Linked DNA regions of Nomascus leucogenys: region 2 is linked to region 1. Evidence: chromatin contacts called from public Hi-C data. All regions are on one chromosome and are shown on one strand. Each heading gives the region's core, a stretch centred on a gene start, on an enhancer-like site or on the middle of the called end of the contact. The rest is flanking DNA. Distances are from core to core; before and after follow the strand shown. Region 1 has its middle 160 kb from the start of TNFAIP3. Region 2 has its middle 100 kb from the start of TNFAIP3.

Region 1 (3,410 bases), core at 180-2,679:
AATCCTTTGTTATTTCTGGCTTGCTTCACTCATTGATTCTACCTACCCAGCCCCTTTAGACATTAAAGTTTTTATCCCATGCCCATTGATTTAACCAGGGACTATATTTTCCAAACTGAAACTCGGGACATACAACATTATCAATATGAATGTGCTTATGGAAGAATAGAACAAACAGCCAGAAATTGGGATTGTCTTGGAATAGTATGGATATGCAGAAAATGATGATAAATAACCGAATTCTCCGTATTTGTATGACAGTGATTGAGAAGAGTATTAATGCAGCTTGATGCTTGATGCCACTCAAACCCACCAAAAGTTCTATTTGCCCATTTAGATGTTTTGATGGTGAGGAGCTTATTGGTGTTGGGCTGTGGAAGATACAAAGGTTGAAGACAGATGCTGTTCTCCATGATAGAGCTTTGCAAGTTTTCTCTGGCCCATGATGTAGAGCAAGAAATTTTACCTTACAACCCTGCAGACTGTGATGCATTCTGATCTGTTCTATTCTATTCTATTCTTTCTACAATGGGTATTATGGCCTAGATAATTGGTTTTCAAAACATGAACTATTGCTATGTGCATTGGAAAAAAAACAGTTCTTGCGGGCTGGGTCCGATAGGTTTTGGTTTCCTTTCTGTTAAAAAATATTTTGATTAGCATGAAGGTCTTTGTGTTTGTTTATTTTTCTGTTTGAATACATGTAGGTACTAGACTAGTATCTAGAAATAGTTTCATTATCTTAGAAACGTATCTGCTGGAACTTTTCCATTCACAGATCAGAGATTTTCAGAACTGGAAGGAACTGCAGGGGTCAAGTCAGAGTACATCGCTCAGGAGTCTTTATGTTGAAGCTCCAGTGTTTGGATGCAGTGATCTTAAAAACACAATGCACAAAAATTGTTCTCTTTGTTTTTCGACTCTTCTAACAGAATTCATCTTCAATTTAGTTTGCTAATTGCCTGTGTGCCATGATCTTGTTCTCCCTTGCAGAGCTCACAGGATGGGTTTTTGTTTTGTTTTGTTTTGTTTTTAGTTTCCTTGCTGTTTTTCCAGGTCACAGTACCGCAGTCGATTGGTGATTGTGGTTTGAGGTCACCTAGAGAAGGCGGGGGGTGGGGGGTCGGGTAACCCAAAGATTTTATTGCACACCTCAAATTGCTCTCTGATGACACCAAGAGCGTCAAGGGCCTGAGGCCGAATCCCGTGCTGCCATCTATTGGTAATGTCATGAAACAGCAATTTTTAATACCACCTGATTTTTAAAAAATTTGTTTTGCAGAGAACTATAGTTCACTGTCACCTATTCTCCAAATTTATATTTCCCAAGAAGTCTTGATTTCAAGTGAAGGAATCTGTGGATGGGAATGACCCATCTTTAACCCTAATGAACTTTGTCTGTAAAGTGAACCAAGGGGACAGGGGAATTCCCACACCGTCTCACTACCGCCCAAGCCGACACACTTCCCTTTGAGGATGGTTTGAGGGAAGGAGGGACTGTCTGCTTGTCAGAGGGATTTCAAAGAACACACTGTTCTCATCCTTCAGATCTTGCCGATTGCTTCATGGGCTGCCCGAGATTACCATATGTTTTGTGCAAGGGGTGACTTCAAAACAAAACAGAATAGACCCTCTCTGTTTTGAAGGCTGTTGATTCTAAATGCTACACCATTGCAAATAGTTCTCTGGGTTTATTTATTAGCAAGGGAAGCCAGACATCAAGGACCAACCACTTCCATTTTAAAAAGATCTCTGTTCATTAAAAATAAAAATAAAGGAGACTGGAGTGCAGGGGCGTGATCATGACTCATTGCAGCCTTGACTTCCTGGGCCCAAGTGATCCTCCTGCCACAGCCTCCACTCCTGGTTAGTTTTTTGTATTTTTTGTAGAAACGAAGTCTCACTTTTTTGCTCAGGCTGGCCTCGAACTCCTGGACTCAAGCAATCCTCCTGCCTCAGCCTCCCAAAGTGTTGGGATTATGGGCGTGAGCCACTGCATCCAGCCTACTATCTTTATCTTATAGAAAGAAAAGAATGGAGGAAACTGAGGCTTGGAGACAGTGGTTTCACCCAAATATCAGTGGTGTGGAGGCAGAAAAACCTATTGTTGACAAGAGGAGTTGATGGCAGTTTTTTGGCAAGGCCTAGTAAAAGTACCCCGGAGATATCACATGTTCTGTTAGAAGAAATGGAGCTGTCACCCACATCAAGATTCAGAACAACGGTGATTACTAGGACCCGTATGGGGGGGAGAAGTTTGCCACTTTGGCTGAGTTGGTCCAGTATTACATGGAATATCACAGCAATTCGAAGAGAAGAATGGAGATGTTATTGAGCTTAAATATCCTCTGAACTGTGCAGATCCTACCTCTGAAAGATGGTTTCATGGACACCTCTTTGGGAAAGAAGCAGAGAAATTAACTGAAAAAGGAAAACATGGTAGCTTTCTTATACGAGAGAGCCAGAGCCACCCTGGAGATTTTGTTCTCTCTGCGCGCACCAGTGATGACAAAAGGGAGAGCAATGACAGCAAGTCTAAAGTGACCCATGTCATGATTCGCTGTCAGGAACTGAAATACGTTGGTGGAGGAGAACTGTTTGATTCTTTGACGGATCTTGTGGAACATTACAAGAAGAATCCTATGCTGGAAACATTGGGTACAGTGCTACGACTCAAGTAGCCCCTTAACAGGACTTGTATAAATGCTGCTGAGATAGAAAGCAGAGTTTGAGAACTAAGCAAATTAGCTGAGACCACAGATAAAGTCCAACAAGGCTTTTGGGAAGAATTTGAGACACTACAACCACAGGCGTGCAAACTTCTCTACAGCAGAAAAGAGGGTCAAAGGCAAGAAAACGAAAACAAAAATAGATATAAAAACTTCCTGCCCTTTGATCATACCAGGGTTGTCCTGCACGATGGTGATCCCAACGAGCCTATTTCAGATGACATCAATGCAAATATCATCATGCCTGAATTTGAAACCAAGTGCAACAATTCACAGCCCAAAAGGAGTTGCATTGCCACACAAGGCTGCCTGCAAAACACGGTGAATGACTTTTGCTGGATGGTGTTCCAAGAAAACTCCCAAGTGATTGTCACGACAACAAAAGAAATGGAGAGAGGAAAGAGTAAATGTGTCAAATACTGGTCTGATGAAGATGCTGTACAAGAATATGGGGTATGCGTGTTAGGAACATCAAAGAAAGTGCTGCTCATGACTATATGCTAAGAGAACTTAAATTTTCAAAGGTTGGACAAGCTCTATTCCAGCGGAATATGGAGAGTACGGTCTGGCAATACCACTTTCGGACCTGACCAGACCACGGAGTGCCCAGCGACCCCGGAGGCATGCTGGACTTCCTGGAGGAGGTGCACCATAAGCAGGAGAGCACCATGGATGAGGGCC
Region 2 (3,396 bases), core at 405-2,904, 260 kb before region 1:
TGGATAAACCCAAGTTGTTTCCGTCTTTAAAAATAACATCTCTCCCCACCTCCCTGTCTGTCTGTATTTATCATCCTAGGTCACTTATTTGCTCAAAGCAAAGTTCCTTGAATGTAACATTTGCACAAGTTTGTATCTGCCCTCTTCACACCCCCCAAAACTGCTGTCCCTAAGGCCTGGTCACACTCCCATGTCAGCTCATAACACCCTCAATTTACTTATTACATTTTCTATTGTAATTGCCTATTTTCTGTCTCACTCAATAAACTAAATTCACCGAGAACAAGATTCTTTTGTATTTACCTCTGTCCCCAGCATCTAGAACAGTCTCTGGCACATAGTAGACAATCTATGTCTGTTCAGTGAATGAAAGCGTGACTGGCTGAATGAACAGATCCTATTTATGACCTCTTTTACATTTGACTCAGTTAACTATGTCCTCTTTTTAAAAAAAAAAAAAAATTCTTCCATTAGTTACTCAGACAGCAGTGTCTCTGGTTTTCATTCTAACCCTCTGTCGGTTCTTTTGTGGTTTCTTATCTCTAAATGATGCAATTTCCTAAGGGTCTTTTTTTGTTCTTTTCTCAACACTATCTACTCTACCTGGGCAAGCTCATCTGTGGCCACAGCTTTAAGGACAGCTTTATCTATAACTCCAGCTCTGATCTTTCTCCTGCTCCCCTCTGATTGTATATCTAGCTACCTGCTAAACATCTTCATTTAACTATCTCATAGGGCCTTCAAGTACAAAAGTTAAAGAACTGAACTCATAACTTCTGTCACAGTGAATGCCATAGCAATCTATTTAGTTGCCAAAGCTAGAAATATGGGCATTTTCCTGGATATCCTTTTCCTCTATCTGTTATTTAATCAGTTATTGATTCCTTTAGATCAAACTCCTGCGACATATTTGAAACGTGCTCTTTCCTGCTCCACTGGCTTTTCATCATCTGGGTGTCATGAGTGAGAGAATTCAGTTTGCTGCGGGAGGGATGATGAGTTCTGCGCATCTCCCTCTTTCCCCCTCTCCCTACACTCACACAGAGACACGAACACCTATGTCTGAGCACACACACAGAAAGCTGCACTCACAGTCAGGCCATTGCAAATACTAGGTTCTAGGCCTTCTGGCCACATTTGAGGGAAGCAGTCAGCCCCCTTCCATGAGAGAGGGGAGATCAGGAGGCAGAATTGAGAAATAGGATGAAGCTAATGGCAATGGCTGCGCCTCCAGTCTCCCATCCTCACCAAAAATTTCTCCCTTAAATTGTATTGTACAATACCATAGAAAAGAAAGCAATAAAAAGAAACCAAATTATATTTTGACTGAAGCAATTCCAACCACATATTTCACAATCATGTGTTAACTTCCCTGTCTGCATTTCATTTACTACACTGATTTTGTCTCAAAAACAATTGTCATTACAGAATTGGAGAGTGCTGATTCTCTTCTGTATCATTTTAAAACAAGTCGTCAAGTGTCTGGCAATATAAGGCACAAGCTGCACTGCAGGGATATTGGACTGGGACATCAGAGTGAGGCTGGGACATCAAAGTGATGGTGGGGGACAAGCTGAGACTGGATCATCACAGCGATGGTGGGGACAGGCTGGGAAAGCAGAGTGATCGTGGGGACAGGCTGGGGCTGGGACAGCAGATTAATGGTGGGACAGGCTGGGGCTGGAGCATCAGAGTGATGATGGGGACAGGCTGGGACAGCAGAGTGATGGTGGGGACAGGCTGGGACTGGAGCATCAGTGATGATGGGGACAGGCTGGGGCTGGGACAGCAGAGTGATGGTGGGGCAGGCTGGGGGTGTGGCATCAGAGTGATGGTGGGACAGGCTAGGGGTGGGGCATCAGAATGATGGTGGGGCTGGGATGGCAGAGTGATGGTGAGGGACAGTTGGGTGCAGGGATGATTTTCTTGGTTTCTGCTGAACTTAGAGGAGGCCACTAGGCCTTTCAGTGTAACATTCTCCATGGCAGTTAACTCGCTCATGGTGATAATCCTTTATTAATTATTTCATTTTAATTTTGGAGAACAAAATTGTGGATGGTGCCCCTAAAACATAGCTGAGGAGGGCTTCAGATAACCTTAGCAAGTTTGGATTCTTATATTGAGGGCAAAAGAGAACACTAAGAATTTTAATCTGGGGGATGATAGGATCAGGTTTAAGTATTAGAAATGATAACAAAATTATTTGTACCTAGTATATGCTAGGCCCTTTGCATGGACTATCTTATTTAAATTTTAAAACAGCTCTCTGAGGAAGTACTCTTCATTTTCTTCTTTTTATAGATGGTGAAGTCAAGGCTTAGAGAGAGAATCTGTCCAACTTCTCACAGTTAATAGAAGTGCAGCTGGGTTTCAATCCCAGATTTGTTAGACTCAAGTTCATAGTGAGCCACCACATTGAGCCCAGAATCACTACAAAGGAGGTTAATAAAATGTCATTGCCAGGGTAAGCTGTTTTTTTTTTTTCCCCCATATGAGTCTCTACCATCCCTCCTTGGCTTATTGTTCATCATTTCCCTGTGTTTAAGCTGTACGACAATGATCTCCAAACACATCAGCCTCTCTGCTGCCCCTGGGCACATGCTGGTTCCCCTCAGGAAAGTTCTCCTCTCCACCATGGTGGCCGTCCCCAGTCCTTCAAGACTGTTCTGTCACCACCATCTCCAGTCCACCCTCTGCTTTCTCCTTCCCATTCCCTCGTCCAATCCTGGTGCTTAATGTACGCAACCATCATCTTTCAGCACTGATCTTCAAACAAACTTTATAGCCACTAAAAGCACTTTTTTTGAGACTGAGTCTTGCTCTGTCACCCAGGCTGGAGTGCAGTGGTGCAATCTTGGCTCATTGCAACCTCCACCTCCCAGGTTCAAGCCATTCTCGTGCCTCAGCCTCCTGAGTAGCTGGGATTACAGGCGTGAACCACCAAGCCCAGCTAATTTTTGTATTTTTAGTGGAGACGGGATTTCACCATGTTGGCCAGGCTGGTCTCCAACTCCTGACCTCAGATGATCCACCTGCCTTGGCCTCCAAAAGTGCTGGAATTACAGGTATGAGCCACTGTTCCCAATCCACTAAAAGCATTTTTAAGACCATGTGATGTGTCATGCATTTTTAATTATATTCAGATATTTAAAAACTTTTTTTTATGATAGCTTAAATAGTCACAAAAGATATCATTTCTGATGTAAACAATAGACTTTCTATTTATTTATTTTCAATTTTTGGAAAAACGGTCTCATTCTGTCACTCAGGCTGGAGTGCAGTGGTATGATCATAGCTCACTGTGGTCTTGACTCCCTGGGCTCAAGCAATTCTTCTGCCTTAGCCTCCCAAGTATCTAGGACTACAGGTGTGTGCCATCACACTTGGCTAATTTTT

Evidence for each region. Hi-C and Micro-C count contacts between places; a contact is called where the count stands out from the background.
Region 2: a contact with region 1 is called in a Hi-C map of a lymphoblastoid cell line, with 8 times the contacts expected there. The contact joins two enhancer-like sites. A contact is called at or near these places in 2 of 4 Hi-C or Micro-C datasets (both in a lymphoblastoid cell line).

The regions. Positions count from the first base shown.
Region 1 is chr3:123,825,485-123,828,894 of Asia_NLE_v1, reverse strand. It overlaps the pseudogene LOC100587990. Among named protein-coding and RNA genes, the nearest start is that of TNFAIP3, 160 kb to the left of the region's middle. Within about 2 kb of position 1,429, the one cell type or tissue checked has an H3K27ac peak away from gene starts, as active enhancers do. A contact at or near this core is called in a lymphoblastoid cell line, where this site is marked.
Region 2 is chr3:124,090,384-124,093,779 of Asia_NLE_v1, reverse strand. No RefSeq gene overlaps it. Among named protein-coding and RNA genes, the nearest start is that of TNFAIP3, 100 kb to the right of the region's middle. Within about 2 kb of position 1,654, the one cell type or tissue checked has an H3K27ac peak away from gene starts, as active enhancers do. A contact at or near this core is called in a lymphoblastoid cell line, where this site is marked.